7 separate regions of the Mus musculus genome follow, and all the other regions are linked to region 7. Evidence: chromatin contacts called from public Hi-C, capture Hi-C and promoter capture Hi-C data. All regions are on one chromosome and are shown on one strand. Each heading gives the region's core, a stretch centred on a gene start, on an enhancer-like site or on the middle of the called end of the contact. The rest is flanking DNA. Distances are from core to core; before and after follow the strand shown. Region 1 holds the start of Rpl36al (ribosomal protein L36A-like). Region 2 holds the start of Nemf (nuclear export mediator factor). Region 3 holds the start of Klhdc2 (kelch domain containing 2). Region 4 holds the start of Ppm1a (protein phosphatase 1A, magnesium dependent, alpha isoform). Region 5 holds the start of Rps29 (ribosomal protein S29). Region 6 holds the start of Mnat1 (menage a trois 1). Region 7 holds the start of 2700049A03Rik (RIKEN cDNA 2700049A03 gene).

The links. Promoter capture Hi-C pulls out the DNA fragments that hold promoters and counts their contacts. Hi-C and Micro-C count contacts between places; a contact is called where the count stands out from the background. Capture Hi-C pulls out chosen DNA fragments and counts their contacts.
Region 1: a contact with region 7 is called in a promoter capture Hi-C map of pre-B cells, with 10 times the contacts expected there. The contact joins the promoter of Rpl36al here to the promoter of 2700049A03Rik in region 7. A contact is called at or near these places in 4 of 39 promoter capture datasets (the C10 cell line, hematopoietic stem and progenitor cells, liver and 1 more), 1 of 484 Hi-C or Micro-C datasets (CD8 T cells), 5 of 115 datasets of contacts at active chromatin or transcription factors (large pre-B cells, microglia, pancreatic cancer cells and 2 more) and 2 of 9 other capture datasets (adipose tissue and liver).
Region 2: a contact with region 7 is called in a Hi-C map of CD4 T cells, with 6 times the contacts expected there. The contact joins the promoter of Nemf here to the promoter of 2700049A03Rik in region 7. A contact is called at or near these places in 3 of 39 promoter capture datasets (liver, neutrophils and pre-B cells), 1 of 484 Hi-C or Micro-C datasets (CD4 T cells) and 3 of 115 datasets of contacts at active chromatin or transcription factors (embryonic stem cells, large pre-B cells and thymic regulatory T cells).
Region 3: a contact with region 7 is called in a Hi-C map of uterus, with 4 times the contacts expected there. The contact joins the promoter of Klhdc2 here to the promoter of 2700049A03Rik in region 7. A contact is called at or near these places in 6 of 39 promoter capture datasets (the C10 cell line, erythroid cells, hippocampal neurons and 3 more), 1 of 484 Hi-C or Micro-C datasets (uterus), 1 of 115 datasets of contacts at active chromatin or transcription factors (astrocytes) and 2 of 9 other capture datasets (adipose tissue and liver).
Region 4: a contact with region 7 is called in a capture Hi-C map of macrophages, with 8 times the contacts expected there. The contact joins the promoter of Ppm1a here to the promoter of 2700049A03Rik in region 7. A contact is called at or near these places in 3 of 39 promoter capture datasets (liver and pre-B cells), 3 of 115 datasets of contacts at active chromatin or transcription factors (the 230-238 cell line, large pre-B cells and pancreatic cancer cells) and 1 of 9 other capture datasets (macrophages).
Region 5: a promoter capture Hi-C map of liver shows a contact between it and region 7, with 5 times the contacts expected there. The contact joins the promoter of Rps29 here to the promoter of 2700049A03Rik in region 7. A contact is called at or near these places in 3 of 39 promoter capture datasets (hematopoietic stem and progenitor cells, neutrophils and pre-B cells), 2 of 484 Hi-C or Micro-C datasets (B cells and CD4 T cells), 3 of 115 datasets of contacts at active chromatin or transcription factors (large pre-B cells, regulatory T cell precursor and thymic regulatory T cells) and 3 of 9 other capture datasets (adipose tissue, liver and macrophages).
Region 6: a contact with region 7 is called in a Hi-C map of B cells, with 8 read pairs. The contact joins the promoter of Mnat1 here to the promoter of 2700049A03Rik in region 7. A contact is called at or near these places in 1 of 39 promoter capture datasets (cranial neural crest) and 1 of 484 Hi-C or Micro-C datasets (B cells).

What each region holds. Positions count from the first base shown.
Region 1 is chr12:69,182,771-69,185,470 of GRCm38.p6, forward strand. Rpl36al (ribosomal protein L36A-like) reads right to left here and starts at 1,297. Exons shown (of 2, transcript NM_025589.4): 1 at 1,213-1,297; 2 at 1-395. The coding sequence starts at 366. The coding sequence ends at 46. It overlaps Mgat2 (mannoside acetylglucosaminyltransferase 2), which reads left to right and starts at 1,388. Exons shown (of 1, transcript NM_146035.2): 1 at 1,388-2,700. The coding sequence starts at 1,884.
Region 2 is chr12:69,355,744-69,358,443 of GRCm38.p6, forward strand. It overlaps Nemf (nuclear export mediator factor), which reads right to left and starts at 1,433. Exons shown (of 33, transcript NM_025441.3): 1 at 1,308-1,433; 2 at 536-604; 3 at 287-389. The coding sequence starts at 1,366.
Region 3 is chr12:69,295,278-69,297,977 of GRCm38.p6, forward strand. It overlaps Klhdc2 (kelch domain containing 2), which reads left to right and starts at 1,404. Exons shown (of 13, transcript NM_027117.3): 1 at 1,404-1,870. The coding sequence starts at 1,718.
Region 4 is chr12:72,759,841-72,762,540 of GRCm38.p6, forward strand. Ppm1a (protein phosphatase 1A, magnesium dependent, alpha isoform) reads left to right here and starts at 1,371. Exons shown (of 6, transcript NM_008910.3): 1 at 1,371-1,791.
Region 5 is chr12:69,157,856-69,160,555 of GRCm38.p6, forward strand. Rps29 (ribosomal protein S29) reads right to left here and starts at 1,331. Exons shown (of 3, transcript NM_009093.2): 1 at 1,142-1,331; 2 at 806-905. The coding sequence starts at 1,203. It also overlaps Rn7s1.
Region 6 is chr12:73,122,347-73,125,046 of GRCm38.p6, forward strand. It overlaps Mnat1 (menage a trois 1), which reads left to right and starts at 1,371. Exons shown (of 8, transcript NM_008612.2): 1 at 1,371-1,580. The coding sequence starts at 1,492.
Region 7 is chr12:71,135,551-71,138,250 of GRCm38.p6, forward strand. It overlaps 2700049A03Rik (RIKEN cDNA 2700049A03 gene), which reads left to right and starts at 1,298. Exons shown (of 30, transcript NM_001163378.1): 1 at 1,298-2,488. The coding sequence starts at 2,290. It overlaps Timm9 (translocase of inner mitochondrial membrane 9), which reads right to left and starts at 1,125. Exons shown (of 5, transcript NM_001286203.2): 1 at 1,005-1,125.

The sequences.
Region 1 (2,700 bases), core at 47-2,546, 2.0 Mb before region 7:
CATTTCTCTACTGCTTCAGTATTTTCCTCTCAGAGAACACAAGTTTTAGAACTGGATCACTTGGCCCTTCCTCTTCTTGTCGCCTCCCAGTTCAAAATGCTTGCATCTCTTAATGGCCAGCATCCTCTTGGATCTGCAGTTGGGCTCAACACACTCAAGCCTGAGCACAATCTTCTTTGTGGTTTTGGCCTTCTTTCGAAAGATTGGCTTTGTCTGCCCACCGTAGCCACTCTGCTTGCGATCGTAGCGCCGCTTTCCTTGGGCATACAGGGAATCCTTGCCCTTCTTATACTGGGTCACTTTGTGAGGCTGATGCTTGCCACATTTCTTACAGAAAGTCCTTCGGGTTTTTGGTACGTTGACCATGTTTGCAGTAGAAGTGTCTGCGATGAGAACTGTAAGAAAGTTTCAGACATTAAAGATCTTCAAACTCGAAAGTTTTAAACAGGTATAATTTGTAGGAACATATAAAAAAAAAACAGTAATGTTCGAAAATTTGTGAACCCACCAAGTACTCATTTCCCACGTGAATAAAAGGCCAACACGCAGCTGAGTGGATGAGCACTGGCTTAAACACCGGGGTTCAATCCTTACCACTTCAAGCCTATAGAAAAACTGTTTTTTGTTTTTTTAAACTAAAACGAGGCATTAACAGTTAAAAACTCAGACCTGATGGAGTGTGTCCTGGGAGGCTGAGGCAGAGGATTGCTAGTTGAGGTCTGCCTTAGCGTCCAAAGGAACTGACACTTGGAGTGGCCATTACAGTTCTCCCCAAACCAGCGTCCAATTTCTTAGGTCTCACTGCAAGGACAACGCAGTGGCGTCCGGGTAGAGAAGTTTTGCTCGGACTACCCCACAGCAATTCCCTCCGTTTTCTAGCTACGAATGGCTTACAACGAAATATAGTCGTTTCTGCAACAACCGGGCTCGTTCCTTCCCCCCAGCCACGTCAGTCTGTTTTGGCTTCACCCCCTCTAAAGCACCGTCACTCTCCAGCGGGCCCGAAGGCTGACGTGTCGTTAGCAGCCAGCACGCCTCGCCGCCCGGGAGCCGCCATGCTGGAGCGGTCTCTTCCGAGAGAGCCGCGGGCTGACCTCAAGCCGCGGCGGGCAGCACCTGCCCCTTTCCGACGCCTCAAAGAGCTAGGTCGGCTCCGGCTTCCAGGCGACCGCGGTCCCCAAGGAAGCAGCTACCGCTCTGCTCCAGACTTACCGAGAGACCGGCCGCCGCGATCCCCGACTCAACCGCACGCGCCGAACAGGAAAGGGACGAACAGAGCGGAAGTCGGAACTGAACCTGAGCGACGGGAATGCGAACCAATAAGCAGCGGCCTCCTCCGGAGGCTTCTGAGAAGCGCCAATCAGCGCCCGGCGGGGCGGGGCGGGGCGGAGGGTGTGGGCCGGAGGGCCCGGGCGCTCGCAGGCCAGTCGCGGCTTGTCAGAGCGGTCGCTGCCGGAGCGGGGCGAGGCTGCGGCGTTCGGTGTCGCCGTTCCGCCGTGCGAGCAAGGATGAGCGCGCAGAGGACGCAGAGCCACGGGCAGCGCAGGTAAAGGAATCACGGTGTCGGCGACCGCGGCGGGGCTTCTTCCGGGACCCCCGGGTGCTGAATGGAGAGGACCGAGGCGACGTTGAGCCGCGGCTCGTAGCGGCGGGGCGGCTGCCGGAGCTGCAACTGCCAGAGAGGATGCGCGGAGCCCGGGCGGCGCGAGGCAGTTGAGAGCCTTCGGGCCCCAGGACGCCGGAGCCCGGGATGAGTTAGCGAGGGCCGCCGCGGGGGCCAGTTCCTAGGGCTGCAGGCCAAGGCGACGGCGCCGCCCGCCCGCCCCTTCCGTGCAGAGGCCGCCAGCTTCTTTTCCGCGCCCGCGCTCCGGGCCCTGGAGACCATGAGGTTCCGCATCTACAAACGGAAGGTGCTAATCCTGACGCTCGTGGTGGCCGCCTGCGGCTTCGTCCTCTGGAGTAGCAATGGGCGACAAAGGAAGAGCGACGCCCTTGGCCCGCCGCTGCTGGACGCGGAGCCCGTACGGGGTGCGGGCCACCTTGCTGTGTCCGTAGGCATCCGCAGGGTCTCAAACGAATCGGCCGCTCCTCTGGTTCCCGCGGTCCCGCGGCCGGAGGTGGACAACCTAACGCTGCGGTACCGGTCCCTGGTGTACCAGTTGAACTTCGATCAGATGCTGAGGAACGTCGGTAATGACGGCACCTGGAGCCCCGGGGAGCTGGTGCTGGTGGTCCAGGTGCATAACAGGCCGGAATACCTCAGGTTGCTGATAGACTCGCTTCGCAAAGCCCAGGGTATTCAGGAAGTCCTAGTCATCTTTAGCCATGACTTCTGGTCCGCAGAGATCAACAGTCTGATCTCCAGGGTGGATTTCTGCCCGGTTCTGCAAGTGTTCTTTCCGTTCAGCATTCAGCTGTACCCGAATGAGTTTCCGGGTAGTGACCCTAGAGATTGCCCCAGAGACCTAAAGAAGAATGCAGCTCTGAAGTTGGGGTGCATCAATGCCGAATACCCTGACTCCTTCGGCCATTACAGAGAGGCCAAGTTCTCACAAACCAAACACCATTGGTGGTGGAAGCTGCATTTTGTATGGGAAAGAGTCAAAGTTCTTCAAGATTACACTGGCCTTATACTCTTCCTGGAAGAGGACCACTACTTAGCCCCAGACTTTTACCATGTCTTCAAAAAGATGTGGAAAC
Region 2 (2,700 bases), core at 183-2,682, 1.8 Mb before region 7:
ATCAACAACAACAACAACAACAACAATGAAGCAAGTTCCAGGTCAGCAGATTAAGGCACATGGATCAAGTCTGGGGATTTAAGTTGGATCTTACCCCTGACCCCTCATCTCACAGCAAAACTGACTCCCCCCCAGGTTGTCTTCTGACATTCACTTGAGAGCCCCAAGTTGTACCTGTTTGTTGTTTCCACCTACACAGACACACACACACACACACATACATACATACATGATAAATAGATAGATAAATGGAGTTTTAAAAATTAGCTCCAAACTTAAAATTTACCTTCATGGCAAAACTCGACGGCATCATGTTCTTAGGCCACTCAAATTCTGTTGTATGAATACGTATACCAGACTCAAGTAACAGTGTAGCTTTAAAATCAGGTCTGTTCAAGAGAAAGCCAAATTTTTCTTTAGGGAATTTGCCAAAACTTATTCTCTGAATTTAAAAAAACAAAACCTAAAATGCAGGATATATATATATATATATATATCATAATTTACCAAAAACAATCTTATAAAATATTCTTACTTTTGAAGCCGAATAAGATATGTCTTGTTATCCACATCATAAACGTTGTTTACTCTCATTCCTAGCAAGCTGAAAAAAAAAGAAACATATAACAAATCATTGTTCTTGGTTGAAGCAAAACTTTCCATCATTTATTGGTGTTGTGGAAAAGGAACTCTTCCGCTAAGATACCTCCACCGCCTATAAAGGTATCCTCAAATTAAATGTAGACTTTTAAGCACAAAAGTGGCCTGTTGATCTCAGTAACACCAGACTACTAGTGCTGGGGTGGGGTGGGGGGTGTAAATACAGTAAAATTAAGTCTAAATGACTTATTCGGAGCGGAGGAAGTAGCCGAGTCCCCGAAAATGCGACAAAGCTCACACAGCTGAATAGGCGACAAGTCCAGGACACAGGTCCAAATCTGCCCATTTCAGCTGGAAGGCCCTGCTACTTCTCTTTGGGAAGAAGGACGGGAATTCTGAAGAAGCCAGGCCGCCAGTCTGGAGCAAAGACGATCACTCCCGTTCTACCAAACGCTCGCTGCGGGACTCAGGCCACCCCGGCAAGACCTCTCGGAATCAGCGCCAGGGAGATGCAGCATCAGGCACGGTCCCCGGGGGGGGGGGGGGGGGGGGTGTCTCCCGGGGGCACCGGCCCCGGGCTCGGCCCCCAGGCCTAGAGAATCCCCGAGGCACCGGGACGACCGTGAGGCTCTCCGTCTCGCGACCACCCGGTGCCCGGCCTCCGCTCCCTCTGCTGTGAACGAGCCTGTCCACTCCCACCACCATACCTCGCATTCAGTTCCGCGAGCACTGCGCGGAGGTCAACCGTGCTGAACCGGCTCTTCATGGCTAGGCTGCGTGTCGCTACCGCAGTCCTTTCAGGGACTGAGCCGACGCAGGACCACTATGCTTCTGCGCATGAGCGCTTGGCTTGTGTCTACGGCAACCCAAATGACCCAATATTACTTATAGTGAAAGTGCGCTATTTAACCGAAGTTTGTTGTCAAATCATGATCAATTATTTTTTTCACTGTGTAAAAAAAACTCGACATAGAACTAACTACCTTCTCGAAACTGCGTCCTTTCCTTGAACAATGACCGGGTTAATCCCGTCCCCTTGTTTGGGGATTAAAATGGGTCTCCATTAGGATCCTGTAGGTCATTAACCATTAATCAGTTGCCCCAGGAAGGCGCTATCGCTCAGGATGGAAGAGCAAGGGGTCTTTCTAAACGCGAATTTGAGACTAGACAAAAACCAACGGTTGGTTTTCCCTGACTCTGACAAGCCGTAGAGATGGGTTCCTATTTTGCTGGGTACTACTCTCCGAAATAGGATTCTGCGGCATACTGTAGAATTCTCATTCAAGTTGAATGGGGTGGGGTTCTATATAGCCCGAGTTTCATAAATTCTTGGCACCTCAAATACTCAAAAATTCACTAAGTAAAGATGTCAGATAAAAATAAAGTAAGAGTTCCCATGGGAGAAGGAGAAAAAGTTCTCCTCCCACACCCCAGCGTTCTCTAAACTGCTTCAAGTTCTGCATGCTACCAATTCATACATAAATTATTCAGGGTTCAAATATACGATAGTTAATTCGTCTAAATTTTTCTTTTTAAAAGTTCTAATGTTAGTAATAAACAAATCTAAAACTAAGAACAAAAATCTACTAGTTTTGGACAGTGGAAGGTGTGTGTGTGTGGGGGGGTGGTTGTCATGGTCATTTTTGATACAGGGTCTTTCTATGTAGCCCAGGACACCTTAGAACTCTGAATTTTCTTGTCTCTGCCTTTTTGAGTGCTGAAATTACCAACACATTTAGAAACTGGAGGAATTTTAAAATCAGTGAAACATGTATTTAAAAGTTTAAAGTCATTAGCATTCACATCGCTATAAGTTCTTAGAATGGGTGACCAAAAAAGCAAAAGAAAGCAGGGAAAGTGTCAAATTTGTATATCTAAAAACATAAGGATTTTTGTAATTACTCTGCTTTTGAGACAGGGCATGCTATATAGTCAAGGTTAGTCTAAACTCACCCTATAAGCCAGGCTGTCCTCAGTCTCCCTCTGATTCCAGCCTCATTGGTATTGGAATTGCAGGTACATACTATCATGCCCAGATAGATCATAAACCTTTAATGTTGGCAAATGTGTTAATCTAGTTTCTATTGTTGTAACAAAATA
Region 3 (2,700 bases), core at 154-2,653, 1.8 Mb before region 7:
AGCCATGTTGCTGGATAAAAATCCTTCTACAATGGCCCAGGACTATTTGTAACTATTGATAGTCTCATGGAGTGACAGAAGTCTAGTCTCTTGAGGACAAGGGACAGCAGTGGCTCTGTGGTGTAGATTACCTTCATCTGGCTTCTGTGGCAAGATTCTCTGGGATGCTAACTGTTCTTGTTAACTGAAGTGTATCCGTCCAGAACATGGGTTTTGTGCTTAAAAGCTCACTCTGAGAAAGGCTCGTTGCTACACTGGGATCCCAAACTAATAAAGACTTTCTATTGCCTTAAGTTCATGTCTGAGCTGTCCTCTCTAGTGGCTATCCCCACAACACCATCAAATTTTTCTTGCAAACAATAATCACGAGGCAGTAAAATGTGTCCAAGTGCAGCTCATCTGGAATAAGGCTGATCTGTGGAGGAATATCCACTTGCATGCTCCTGACCCCTAGGGCAAGGTGATTTCCACTGTTGGACGATCAGTTGCTCACCACAAACCTCAGCTTAGTGCAAATTGGTCATTCACATTACAGCAGATTTGCAGTGTGAGAGGTTGTGGCCAACAGTGAGAGATGTCTTCTACCCGCCAAACATGAAACTGATGCTAGATTTTCTTCTCCAGTGTCATCCAGCACGAAGTGGCTGGTGGAAACGCTGCCAATCTCTTTTTGACAGTATACACCCTGGGCAGCAGCAGGAAGGCCATTTCTCTCTCTGACTGTCTCTTGCAATGGCAGTGAGGAAGGCCCCCCTCAGCACAGCACCAAGGGCACTGGACATCTCTTGCATGGCAAAATTGCCCCAGGGAGACCTGGATGAATCTGGTCAAGAAACAGAATCTGCCTGGTGGAGCACACCTTTTATCCCAGCGCTTTAATCTCAAACCCCAGACCCTTAACTCTTGTGTTTCAGCAAGTACATCTCCAGCAACTGGTGAGAGTTTCAAAGAGAAAAGCTTTTTTTGGTCGTTTTTGTTAAGTGTGTATTTTGCTCAGTATATATTTAGCAGTCCCAAAACGAAGAGAGGGAGAAAGAAAAAAAAAAAAGACAAGATGAGCAGCACGGAGAGCCACCATTTAAATGAGGAGCCTGAAGTGTTTTCCAGACCAGCCTTATTTTATGGGCGAGGAATTGGGTTTAAATAATTCGTAATTTTCATTTGGCCTCTTAGAAGCCCAGATTGTGAGTCTGGGATTCGCATTCTTTCCCCAAGGGTGGGTTGTTATGGTTTAGGAACTATCCAGGCCAGAGCACCCTGAGGCGGGAGGACGGATGTTGGGAGGACTCAGATGCCCAAGGGCCCGACTGGGAGGACTACACAGCAGTAGGACAGCACTGCGGTGGGACCGGACGACGGGAGGCTCAGCAGCGCAGGGGGCGAGAGCGCTTCCGGAGCGTGGGGACAGTGTCCGCTGCGGACGACTTCCGGCGGCGGCATAAACAAGGCCCCGGCGGCCGGAGGCGGGGCGGGCTGCGAGTGCGAGCCCCGTCGGCCGCTCTCCCGCTCTGAGCCAGGACCCGGCCGCGGCGCGGTCCCCGCGAGACCCGCAGCCGCTGTCGGCGCGCGCCCCAGCGCTCGTCCCGGAGGCGGAGGCGTAGCGCAGGACAGGCGGGTCGTCAGCGCTGGCTGCGCGCCGCGGTCCACCGCTCCGCTTTCCTTTGTCTCCCGTCTGCGGGGCCGGAGCGGTCTCGGTGGCCAGCGGTGCAGCCTCAAGATGGCTGATGGCAACGAGGATGCTCGAGCGGAGGATCTGCCGGGCCCGGCCTTCGAGAACTACGAGGCCATGGAGCTGGCCTGCCCGGCTGAACGCAGCGGCCACGTCGCTGTCAGCGATGGGCGCCACATGTTCGTCTGGGGCGGCTACAAGGTCAGTAGGGCGGAGTGGGCACGATCGCCGCCGCGGCTCTTGCTCATTCAGGAGAGCATCTTCCCGCCCTGCCCTGGTGGATTCGGGGATCCTGGGCTATTGTCACCGCTCTCTTGAACTTATGAGTCAGCCTATCCCACGCACCCCCTACGCATTGTCTTTGGAGTGAGCGGAGCGAGGTTCTGTTATTGTGGGTCGCGTAGCGGGTGACTGTGGCCCGAGGTACGGAAAAGGGTGGGGGCGAGGGTGTGTGAGAATCACTCATATACCTTTGGGCCCGGTCGCCCGGAGCTGGGGCCATTTAGCCGACAGACACTATATTCAACAATATTGTCACTGTGTGAACCAAGGCCACAGGAATCGCTTGCTCAACCTCCCCGAAGGTGTAACGGTGTCATCAACACCTGTGCAGATGCCCCCACCTATCTATTGTTTGAACGCAGGGCCATTTTTCTTAACTGGTCTCAGCTGAGAAAGGATTGCTCCTCAGTAGGCCTTACTGCGGATTTTAAAGGAAAAAATAGCCAGTGAATCCCCAGCAGCGTATGTAATTGGAGTGCAGGCCTTTGGACTTTGTGACCAAGTATCTTTTTAGTCATTTGCATTGTTTTATACCGCGAGCTGGGGAATACTGCTCAGTTACCTCCTTAAACCGCTGCTCACTGGTTCTTCTGTACTGGTTTTAGAATTCCATGATACACTCACTCTAGTTCTTGGATTTCATGTGGTGCACACTCATTTGAGCCATTTGACCTAAAACTATTTTAGTGTTAAAATGACGCCCCCCCACCCCCCTTGGGAAGTCCAGTTCTCTGCGCCTGTGGTTTGCT
Region 4 (2,700 bases), core at 121-2,620, 1.6 Mb after region 7:
TGAATTTTATTTTTACTTTATATACCTGGAGGTGCTACAAATTCATCGTATTCCCAAAATACTGAGTGATTTGGAGGGTCAGTGAAGATAGTGTCTGCTGGGAATTGGCAGTCTCACATGTGGTCCTGCCATTGATGTCAGGTGTAAAAGTGAAGAAAAGGGAATCATCTTCCATAAGTCGTGGTGAAAATATCAGAAATGGTTACCACAACATCCAAAATAGAGAAATAGTTTGCGGGATGACAGCCGGCAAAAGCAGGTTGTATTTGATCTAAGAGTCAAGACAATGGAGTGGTTTATAAGAGACACGAAGTAGCGGGGTGGCAAACTGCAGTAAGCACCAGAGAAAAGGGGAAGGCCTTACTGAAATTAATCTTGTTACTGGTCTGAACTCAATTTGGCTAATAGTTTTAGTATTTTTTTTTTTAAAGCATTAGCCTATTTCAGCGGAATATATGCTTTTTCTTTGTATTATATCAGAATCTCTCTTAAACTTCTATTCCTGCGAATTTGGTTGTAAGGGTTAAGCTGGTGACTGAAAAGCTGGGAAGGCACACCCAACCAATGGGAACTCATACTGGTGATGTACTGCTTTCCAGCTCTGATTCATTGGCTGCCTAGGGTTTGTCATTCTATCCCGGCGTCGGCAAGCAGCGTGGGTCGGGTTTTCTGTGGTCGAGCTAGCTAAACTGGATTTTGGCCGCCTGCACGTGCAGTTACCTTTTGCTCATCTCTAGCTCTCCGTGAAAGCAGCTGTCACGTTTCTGATTATCCTCTAGATTTTGAAAAACCCTCGGTTCCATTAGCCCCACTGGAGGTCTTTGGAGGTGCCCGTTGAGCCCGAATCACGTGACCCCGTAACGTGCACATAAATACAATTCGGAATCCCTGCAGGGACTCGGGGACAACCCGCGAGAAGCTCTAGCTAGGCACGTGTCCCAAGGCGTGAACGGTTTGCACACGCACGTCTGCGGTATGGCCGCGGCACTCGTGTGCGCCTCGTGGGGTCGAAGGGGCAGGCTGAGTCCCCTGTGCCGGGCGCTAACCGAGACTGCACCTGGAGACCGGCGTCCGTAGGCAGGTGTAAGAGTCGGGTGCGGACGACGACGACAGCCGGGTTTGGAGAGGCCCTCTGCGCCCTAGCGCGAAGGCCGCGCGCCTGGCTCGCACCCAGGACGTCCACGCTCCCTAGGGATCGGCCCGCGGCAGCGACCTGAGGAGCAGCGCAGGGCAGTGACGTCACCGCCGCCCCTCCCCCGCCCAAGCCGCAGTTCCGGCCCTCCCACATCCGGGTCTCTCCAGCCCATGGGCCGCGCCGCAGCTGCAGGGCCGGGGGTGGGGGAAACGGCGGCGCGGGGCGGGGCGGGGCCGGGCGAGGGGCAGCGGTGTCGAGAGCGCGCGTGCGCGGGGCCGCGCTAGAGGCGGCGGCGGTGGCGGCGCTAGGGGCGGGAGCGCGCGCAGGAGCTAGAACGCCGTGGTCTCCGCGCCGGCCGGGTCCGCAGCTCGGGATCGGGTGGCTGGGGCGGGGGGAGGGGGGCCCAGGCAGGTGGGGCGGAAAGCGATGAGTCCTCGGCGCCTCCTCCGCCTCCCGCGGGCCCCGCTCTCTGCCTCCCGCTCCGACGCCCGGATGATCTGAGCCGCGAGGGCTCCGAGAGCCGGGGGCCCGGACCCAGCCCGGCTCCTCCCCTCCTCCGCCCGGGCCCGGCCGCCGTCGCGGGACCCCGTGCCCGGCCGCCGTCGCCACCGCCGCCCCGGCCGACCGAGGGACCCGCCCGCCCGCGGCTGCTCCGGGTAAGCGCGGCGCGAGGGCGAGGAAGAGGGCGAGGGCGGGCGGGCGGAGGGCCTGTGCGGCGGCGGCCAGGCCTGGGGCCTGTAAACAAGCCGGGCGTCTGCCCGGGCGATCCCGGGAGGAGACGCGACAACTCCACCCCCTGGGCGGCCTCCTCCCCGAGCCCGCGCCGGGTGGCGAGGGGTTAACACGCGGCGGGGGCGGAGGCGGGGTGTGTGCGGCGGCTGGGAGGGGGCGCGACCCTCGGCCGGGCGGGGCGGACACTGGCGGCCGCGGAACTTTCGGGGAGCCTGCAGCGGGGTCTCCCCTTGAAGCAGATCAGCCCGTGAGTTCACTGGATTTGGAGACTCACCCGCTGGGTTGAAAGTGAGGCCCCCAACTCAGTAGTGATGCCTCCATTTCATTCATTATTCCGGCTTGGAGCAAACCCATTGAAGTAAACTACAGGTTTTGCATCATTTTGGCCTGATATATTGGAGGAAAGTTCTTTATGTTAGAGTTTAGTTTAGGCTTGGCTCCCTTCTGCTTGTAGGTTGTAAACACACTCGGATCCCCTTCTTGAAAGACAGCTGGCTGTGGAGAGCCTTCTGCCAACTGGAGTTTTAGATCTTTTGCAAATTTCATCATCCAAAGTGTTTTTCTCTTTTCTCAAACACTACACGATACTTAGAAATCCACAAAGGTCAGAGTCTAAGCAATCTACGATGCCGCCCCCACCCCAAGTTTCCTGATAGTTGGAATAATGCTCCTGGTATATTTTTAACCGCGCGGTTAGAGTATAAGGAGATTGGCATTGTTTGAGAAGAATAAATGATTTTGACGTTACGAAAATGAGTAGTTTTCCACGGTTCAGAGAAAAAAACAAAAACAATCTTTTTAAACCCTGGCTTTCAGATTTCAAACATGACTAC
Region 5 (2,700 bases), core at 81-2,580, 2.0 Mb before region 7:
TAGACTGTGATTCTGGCATTTATTTCCACTGGTTCCCCCTAGTTATTCCCCGATACAAGACCACACAAAATTACATTAACCATGTCATGTACTCCGGAGTTACTAAATAGCCCGTTTCTGCAGTTCATCTTAACCCGAAAAAACCTAGACCAGACGGAGGAGGGACCGATCCTGACACACTTGAGTCATTCAAGTCTCTAAACTGTAAGGCTAGGCTTACAGTAACTATTTCATCAATAATGTAAGTCTGAGCTTAAAACTCTCTGCTGCACCTCAGCAGTGTCAAATACCATGCAGGCCCATTAAACACAAGTTTATTTAAAACTGGTCCCGCAGCTGGGTGTGATGCACACCTTTAATCCCAGCAGAGAATCTGTGTTCCAGGACAGCCAGGGCTACGGAGAAACCCGGTTAAAATACTTTTTAAAAAAATTGGTACAAATAAAAAGCAGATGAAATATATATACAGTGGTTTTGACCAAAAAAGGAGACTTTTGAGACATCAACCTTAGAACAAATAAAAAGCCAAAACCCTGGCTAAAACATAGCAGTGTGTTCACTAGATTCACTTAGGTTTCGGTGTGTGAAGTCTAGAGCTCTTCCCAGTATGATCAAACATCCTGGGCCAGAAATTTAAGACACGTATTGGGTTAGGAATATTCAGTTACTATGTAGAAACTGCACCACCTCCTACCCACCTGACACCTAAATCTGACCAGGCATTAAACCCTTCACCCTTCCCTTCTGGAACTCTTAAAACCCTCCGCTGTGTGCATCGTGGACGGCAGCGACCAACCGCGCGTACCTTAATGAAGCCTATGTCCTTCGCGTACTGCCGGAAGCACTGGCGGCACATGTTCAGCCCGTATTTGCGGATCAGACCGTGGCGGTTGGAGCAGACGCGGCTGGGAGGAGGAAGGACAAGGAGATGGCCTTAATGGAGCCGCCACAGTAAGGTACAGCACTCCTCAGCTTCCCCACCACCCGCAGCAGGGCCCGCCCGGCCCGGCCTAGCTAAGCCCGTAATGGCGACGGCAGCACCGAACGCCCTGCGCGCCGCCCGCGGGCCTTGAATTTCCGACACCCAGTCACCAACAATGGCCCTTCCCTCTAACCGCGGTCTCCACAACCCGCTCCTCACCAAGAGCGGGAACCCTGGCCGAACTTCCGTGGGTGACTCCAGTAGAGCTGCTGGTGACCCATCTTGCCTTCAGACGCCCAACGAGGAGAAAGGAACGAGTCGGCTCGCGCAGGCGCTCTTCAAAGTTTTTTGGAGCTACACGCTACCCAGAATACAACGCTAAGACGTGACGCGTACGCCGTGCGACAACATTGGTCCGCGTGCTCTGAGTGACATTTCTAAGGCTGGCTGGGCGGGCACAGTGAGTGACGTCACGGCCCGCCGCAGCTCTAGTATCTCCCCGTCGCTCTCAGCGCTCGCCGGGCGCGGTGGCGCACGCCTGTAGTCCCAGCTACTCGGGAGGCTGAGACAGGAGGATCGCTTGAGTCCAGGAGTTCTGGGCTGTAGTGCGCTATGCCGATCGGGTGTCCGCACTAAGTTCGGCATCAATATGGTGACCTCCCGGGAGCGGGGGACCACCAGGTTGCCTAAGGAGGGGTGAACCGGCCCAGGTCGGAAACGGAGCAGGTCAAAACTCCCGTGCTGATCAGTAGTGGGATCGCGCCTGTGAATAGCCACTGCACTCCAGCCTGGGCAACATAGCGAGACCCCGTCTCTTTTTGGACACTTAATAATATTAACATTATTCTCACTTTCTTTTTAATTCACCCTTTTCTCATATAATACATTTCAACCTTAATTTTTTACATTGTCTTAACACAAACGTTCGCTTACAAACGTGATTTTTTTTTTCCTTTACTCACTACTGACACCTACTGGCGTGAAATTATATGACAACTTAAATCAAGTGTAATGAGTAAGAGTCAACGATAGGGGCCTCTTATTAAATCTTTTGACCTCATATACTCCAAAAAGAAATCCACATCATTCCATGGATGGAAAATAGGGTCTTACGTATATGTGAGTATACCACCCTTGATACCTAAATATAATCGCCTACATTTACTTTTCATTTGTTTTTGTGTAGACAAGACTGGCCCAAGACTCTCATTTTGCCCATAATAGACTCACACTCCCTATCCTAATGTCTCAGCCTCTAATAATGGGCTTGCTTGTGCCACCAAACGCAGGCTAAGTGGATGAATATGAAGAAAAGTAATATAAAATAAAAGTTGTTTTCATCAGATAATTTAATAGCAAAACAAGTAACGACAAACTTCAAAAGACAAATTTATAAAAAATAAAAAATATATAAAATAAAAATAAAACCTAAAATTGCACAAAGCCCTGCCCCCTGAAATAAAAGCTTTAACTAAATCTAGAATGTAGCAGAGTAAAATTAAGAAAAAAAGCCTTTTGTAGAAGACTTTTAATAGAAACTTTAAAAAAAACTTTAAAGTATGCTACTTCAAAATTTTGGTAGACAATCCTTACCCAATTATTTCATAATGAAAGAGTCACAGATTTAAAGACCAGATATAATTTAATGTCTGTTGTCAGTCTTCAAATCTAGTGTTTTACACAAACACACACACACATATACACATATACAAATACACACACACATATACACATAAACAAACACACACACCGCGATTCCCTCACCTTTTCAATTCCAG
Region 6 (2,700 bases), core at 121-2,620, 2.0 Mb after region 7:
GCAGGCGGATCTCAATGAGTTTGAGGCCAGCCTGGTCTACAAAGCAAATCCAAGACAGGCAGGGTTACACAGAGAAGTGCTGTCACCCTGTCTCAAAAAACAAAATAAACAAAAAAGACTTCTGTATTCTTGTTAATACAATAAATGTGGCTTACAATTCCCAGAGAGAATCAGGTCCTCAGAGTTTTGGGATTGCTGAAATAAAGTTGTGTGCCTTTTTCTCTCTCTCTTTCTTTCTTTCTTTCTTTCTTTCTTTCTTTCTTTCTTTCTTTCTTTCTCTCTCTCTCTCTCCTTTCTCTCTCTCTCTTTCTTTCTTTCTCTCTCTCTCTCCTTTCTCTCTCTCTCTTTCTTTCTTTCTCTCTCTCTCTCCTTTCTCTCTCTCTCTTTCTTTCTTTCTTTCTTTCTTTCTTTCTTTCTTTTTTTAAATTTGTTTTTGGAGACAGGGTTTCTCTGAGTGTAGCCCTGGCTGTCCTGGGACTTGCTCTGCAGACCAGACTGGCTGGAACTCAGCGATCCACCTGTTCCTGCCTCTTGAATACTGAGATTAAAGGTGTATGCCACCACTGCCCTGCTCGAATTGCTTTATAAAATAACCTTTTATTTAACATTTTGGAAAATAAATGAGGTCTTTTATTGGGGGCAAGACATATGAGAGTTAGGTTGTACAATTCAGCTTGCCTGGCAGTCTTGAGGGGAAGGCCTTTGTGTAGGAACAGGTACTAGATATTATTTATAGAAGTATTCTGACATTTAGTAAGAATTTGTACAAAGAATTGCATTTAGATAATTTTTATGAATGTAAACAATTTATCTTGTTTTTTATTTTGTTTTTATTTTTTTTTGTTATATATTTATTTATTTTGGAGACAGTGTCTCCTTAGGTAGCCCAGGCTGTACAGAATTCAGTATGGAGCCTAGATCCAACTCATGGCTGGTTCCTGCTTCAGCCTTCCTAGTGCTGGTATTATAGGTGTGAGCCACTACACTTAGCATTATTCTAATCTTCATATATGTGAATCAAATTATGTTCTGATTACACAACTATGAAGACATCTACAGTACAGACTGTCCAATTTTCTAAAAGAGACTACTAGTTTGTGTTATTGACTTCATACCAGCATAAATCTTTGAAATCATGTGGATGTTTCCAAACGAAACAAGAATTTATCTTTTTGATATGATATGGTTCCTTGTAAAATGTAATTAGGCAAGAGGTGTGTAATTTAAAAGCATCCGTTCTCCCATCCCAAGATACTGAACTGATTCACCTAAGGTTAGGTTGGAACTGTAGCGGCTGGAACGGAGAACTCGCTCCCGGAACGTTTGTTTTGCAGCGCCTGGCTTCCAGCCGGTGCTCTTTCGCGAAGGACCATTCCGGCCAAGTGCCTGTTGGTAGCAGCTTAGTTGACATCTGGTCTGGGGGTTCTTGTAGGTGGCAGTGGCTGAAATCCGTGTGGAGGAAAAAAAAAAATCCAAAGCCGAAGAGACGCCATGGACGACCAGGGCTGCCCCAGGTGTAAGACCACCAAGTACCGGAACCCTTCTTTGAAGCTGATGGTGAACGTGTGCGGACACACTCTGTGAGTCTGGCGACCGTGGATTCCTGGGGTGGGAGGACAGCCCTGGGAGATGCCAGGAGGCCGCTGGGGGGTAATAAAGGGTGTGGTTCGTCTAAACAGTGGGGGAGGGGGATGCAAAAAGGGAGCGTCGATCCTTTAAAAGGTTCGTAGCCGCTCGCCCCTATCTTTTCTGGCCTACTTTGAAACTGGAGTTTTGATTGTGGCAAGCAGAAGTTTGGCAGGTTGACCCTCATCCACCTTTCCAGCCAGTGAAAATCTCGAATTTTTCCAGCTATGTGTTGTTAGCTAGACTCCAGACAGATGTCTGGCTGAAAGCGTGAGGGATTAGAATCTTTAATTTCTTAATAAATGTTTTTTTTTTTTAATTGAAAAGAGAACTGAAAACTTACTTTGGGTGTATACTGTTGCTGTTGATCGAGTGAACTAGTTGGAAAGCCTTCTGTGTATGTATACGTGTCCTGATGAGTTATGTTAGACTTAAATCATGTAAAGGAAGAAAATACAGACTTAAGGCAGTTACTTTGTAGCTAGATAATGGTTGGCTTTTATTGCGTGCTCATTTTGTTCCAGGCACTGTAGAGTCTTACCGTGAGCCATCTCTTGATAAGTTTATGCAGGTATAGTTTCTTCCTCACCGGAAATGATCCTGAGATTTCTCAGGATTGTGGGTCGTAGGAGTATGGATCCCAGGAAGTGGCTCTGGGAAGTAAGTGTATTTTGGTTGCTCAGTGGTGAAAGGATGGCGAGTGATTTTTTTGTATAAATGTTTTGAAGAATAAATGCAGAGTTTTGGTTAAAGTGTTTGTCAGTTTTTTATGGAGAAGTGGTTTAAGTAAAAGATAGTCTGAGACTAAAGGTACTATAAAGTTGTGAGCACAATATTCCTATAGGCTCAGTCTTCCTCCGGAAGGAAAAGGTAAAGTACAATGTGGTAGACAAGGTCTTCAGGCAGAAATTTGCACAATGAGCTATATATATAATTGTCATAATGTGATTATTAATTTCCTTAATTGGTCTTTCTTTTTTTTTTTTTTCCACGACAGGGTCTCTTTTCCTAATTAACTTTTATTTTGCTTTAGACAGCGTAACTGTGTCTGGATGGTTTAAGATTAAAAATCCA
Region 7 (2,700 bases), core at 48-2,547:
TTTTTTGTCTTTCTCTCTTTCTTTCTCTCTCTCTCTATCTCTTTCGACAGGGTTTCTCTATGTAGCCCCAGCTGTCTTGGAGCTCTTTGTAGCTAGGCCTAAAGGCTGCCACTACACCCAGCATTACAGGCAACTCTTAATTAACTCAGTGTTAATCATAGCTAAAAGCACTTGAAAATGAATTCCTATTGTTTCCCGATTCAAAGTCTAGCCTCAAGGAAGATGAGAACCACGCTACTTGGGGGGTGGAGTCCCAGGTCTGACATTCGTTACAAATTATTTACTCAGGTCACTTTACTGATTGCTGTTGCAGTTGCTCAGCGTTTTGAAATTAGAGGGGAAAGGTCATTTTTTTTCATATCTAACTTTTATATAGAAATTACAGAAGTTAATTCATCCCTAAGGTCTCTTGCAGCTCTGACATTGCCATTCGGTCTTTTAATACACTTATACAACAAATCATGAACCAACAGATAAATCTACAACAAGAGAAAATGTAATAGGTAGAAAAATGATTAATCTATTATACTTTAAAAAAATACATTTTAAAAGCTTCTAGCAAGGCGTAATGGGAAAGCTCTAAGCAGTGCGTTCTCCAATATGAGACCTGGGAAGGGTGCGAGCCCTTGTACCTAATGACATAAGGCATAGTGTGCAGACAGGGTAAGAGCCGAGGAAGTCTAGATTTTCAGTAAAGGGGCTCCTGTCTGACAGCTCAAGGTCATCGAGTGGCTGGCTACCTTGTAATCTCAAAGCGTGCCCCCAAGCGATCCAGTCCCGGGTGGGCGGTGTCTCGGGGCCTAGGGTCCCCACCCTCGGGGTGACAAGGCCTCCGGGACACGGCTGGCCTCCCGCTGCGCCGCGCTGCCGGTTGCGCAGCCCCACGACCCGCGTGCACGCGGCGTCTCCCTCCGGGGTACCTGCCCGCTCCCTTTCCCGAGTGAAGGCTGTCACCCCACTGGCCGCGAACCCGGGATTATGAAAGCAGAGGAAAGGGACCATACTTAGCCACAGGATCTCGCCTCTGACACCGGGACCGGGCTGAAGAGCTGCGGGGCAGGTAGCGTGTGAGCTCGGAGGGTCAGTACAGAGCGAGCGCCGCGCCGCGGAAAGCTGAGAACACGTGGGGGCAGTGATGTCAAGCATGGCTTCAGACCCTTAGACGCAGATTCGTTACCACGTGGGAAAATGTAGGAAGAAAAGCAAGTGCCCAAGCAAATTCTAAAAATCATCTAAGAATTAACTTTTGTGATTATCTGTTCGTCAGTGCTCTCTGTACTTTTCACTTCCTTTTCCACGGCAACGGAATCTGTCGAAATTTCTAGAAAGCCTAATATGCTTAACCTACTAGGTTTCTAACGGTCTGCAGTTCCTACAGTGTAAATAACCCTTGATAAACAAAAGTGTTTATGGGCTAATCGAGAATTCGCCATTCCTCTAGGAATACTTAGTACTGTGTCCAAACATAAAGGCGATATTCTGCCTTTAAAAAAAAAAAGTCACATCTCCTGGCAGTCTTTTATGTTGGGAGTTTGTTTCCACCCGGACACGAATGGAAGAGCACCAGAGCACTCCCGTTCCGGTCGGGGGGGGGGGGGTTGGATCTTTGCGCGCATGCGTGCTGACGCTCAAGGGCGGGTTTTCGGGGAAGACGGTATTGACCCGCGAACAACCGAAGCTGTTATTCTATCAAAATCAAGACGGCGTGTGTGCCGGACTCTGTGGAGACTCTGAAGACTAAGTTGAGGTGTCCGAAATTGCGTCCTGACTCGTAGAAAGAAATCTACTAAGCTCTTATGAGGGTGGTGTTTTAAAAAACACGATTTTAACGTTGCCTGCTCGTCTGGGTCTCCTTAACAAATCCTAACCCCGCCTCCACGTCTGTTGGGGTTTTCAGCTGCAGCTCTGGGTTTGGAGGAGTGCGTTTTTATTACGGTTCCCGTGGCTTCTCTTTTGCTCTTGGCATAATTCCTTTGAAATTTATTTCTTCGATGCATTAACAGACTCAGTGGGATCAAGACTTTTTGTTTTGTTTTGTTTTTTGTTTTTGTCGTATTTAGCCCTGGATTAAATGTCAAAATCGAAATTTACAGCTTTATGGATATTTTGCCTATAGACTTTCTAAGTTAATGACTGCTTCATAATTATTTTTGGAACTCAGGTGTTTTTCAAATTCACTTCCACCATTACTTCTTTTCCTGGTACTCAAGGAGAAACTGCGTCCTTAAGTTTTGAGAAGCTAGAATTCCCTCTGTTAAGAACGGCGGGACTTGATTTGTGACTAACCAGATGAAAAACGTTGAGTTTAGCCTGGAAAGGGGGCAAAGGCTTAAAATGCCAGCGAGGAAACTGCGAGAGATTGTTTCTCCAAACCAAGGGAATAAATTGGCTGTGGTGGAAGATGAGCTGCCCCGTGTTCCTCCAGCCCTGGCTGCAAATAAACGTCTTGCTGTTGAAACGAGGACTAGTTCTAATGGAACGTTATGTGGTATGTGATTCCAAATGTTTCAGTTTCCCACCCAGTTTACGTTTTCTCTCTCTCTCTCTCTCTCTCTCTCTCTCTCTCTCCCTCTCTCTCTCTCTCTCTCTTCCGAGACAGGGTTTCTCTGTGCAGCTCTGGCTGTCCTGGAACTCACTCTGTAGACTAGGCTGTCCTCGAACTCAGAAATCCACCTGCCTCTGCCTCCCAAGTGCTGGGAT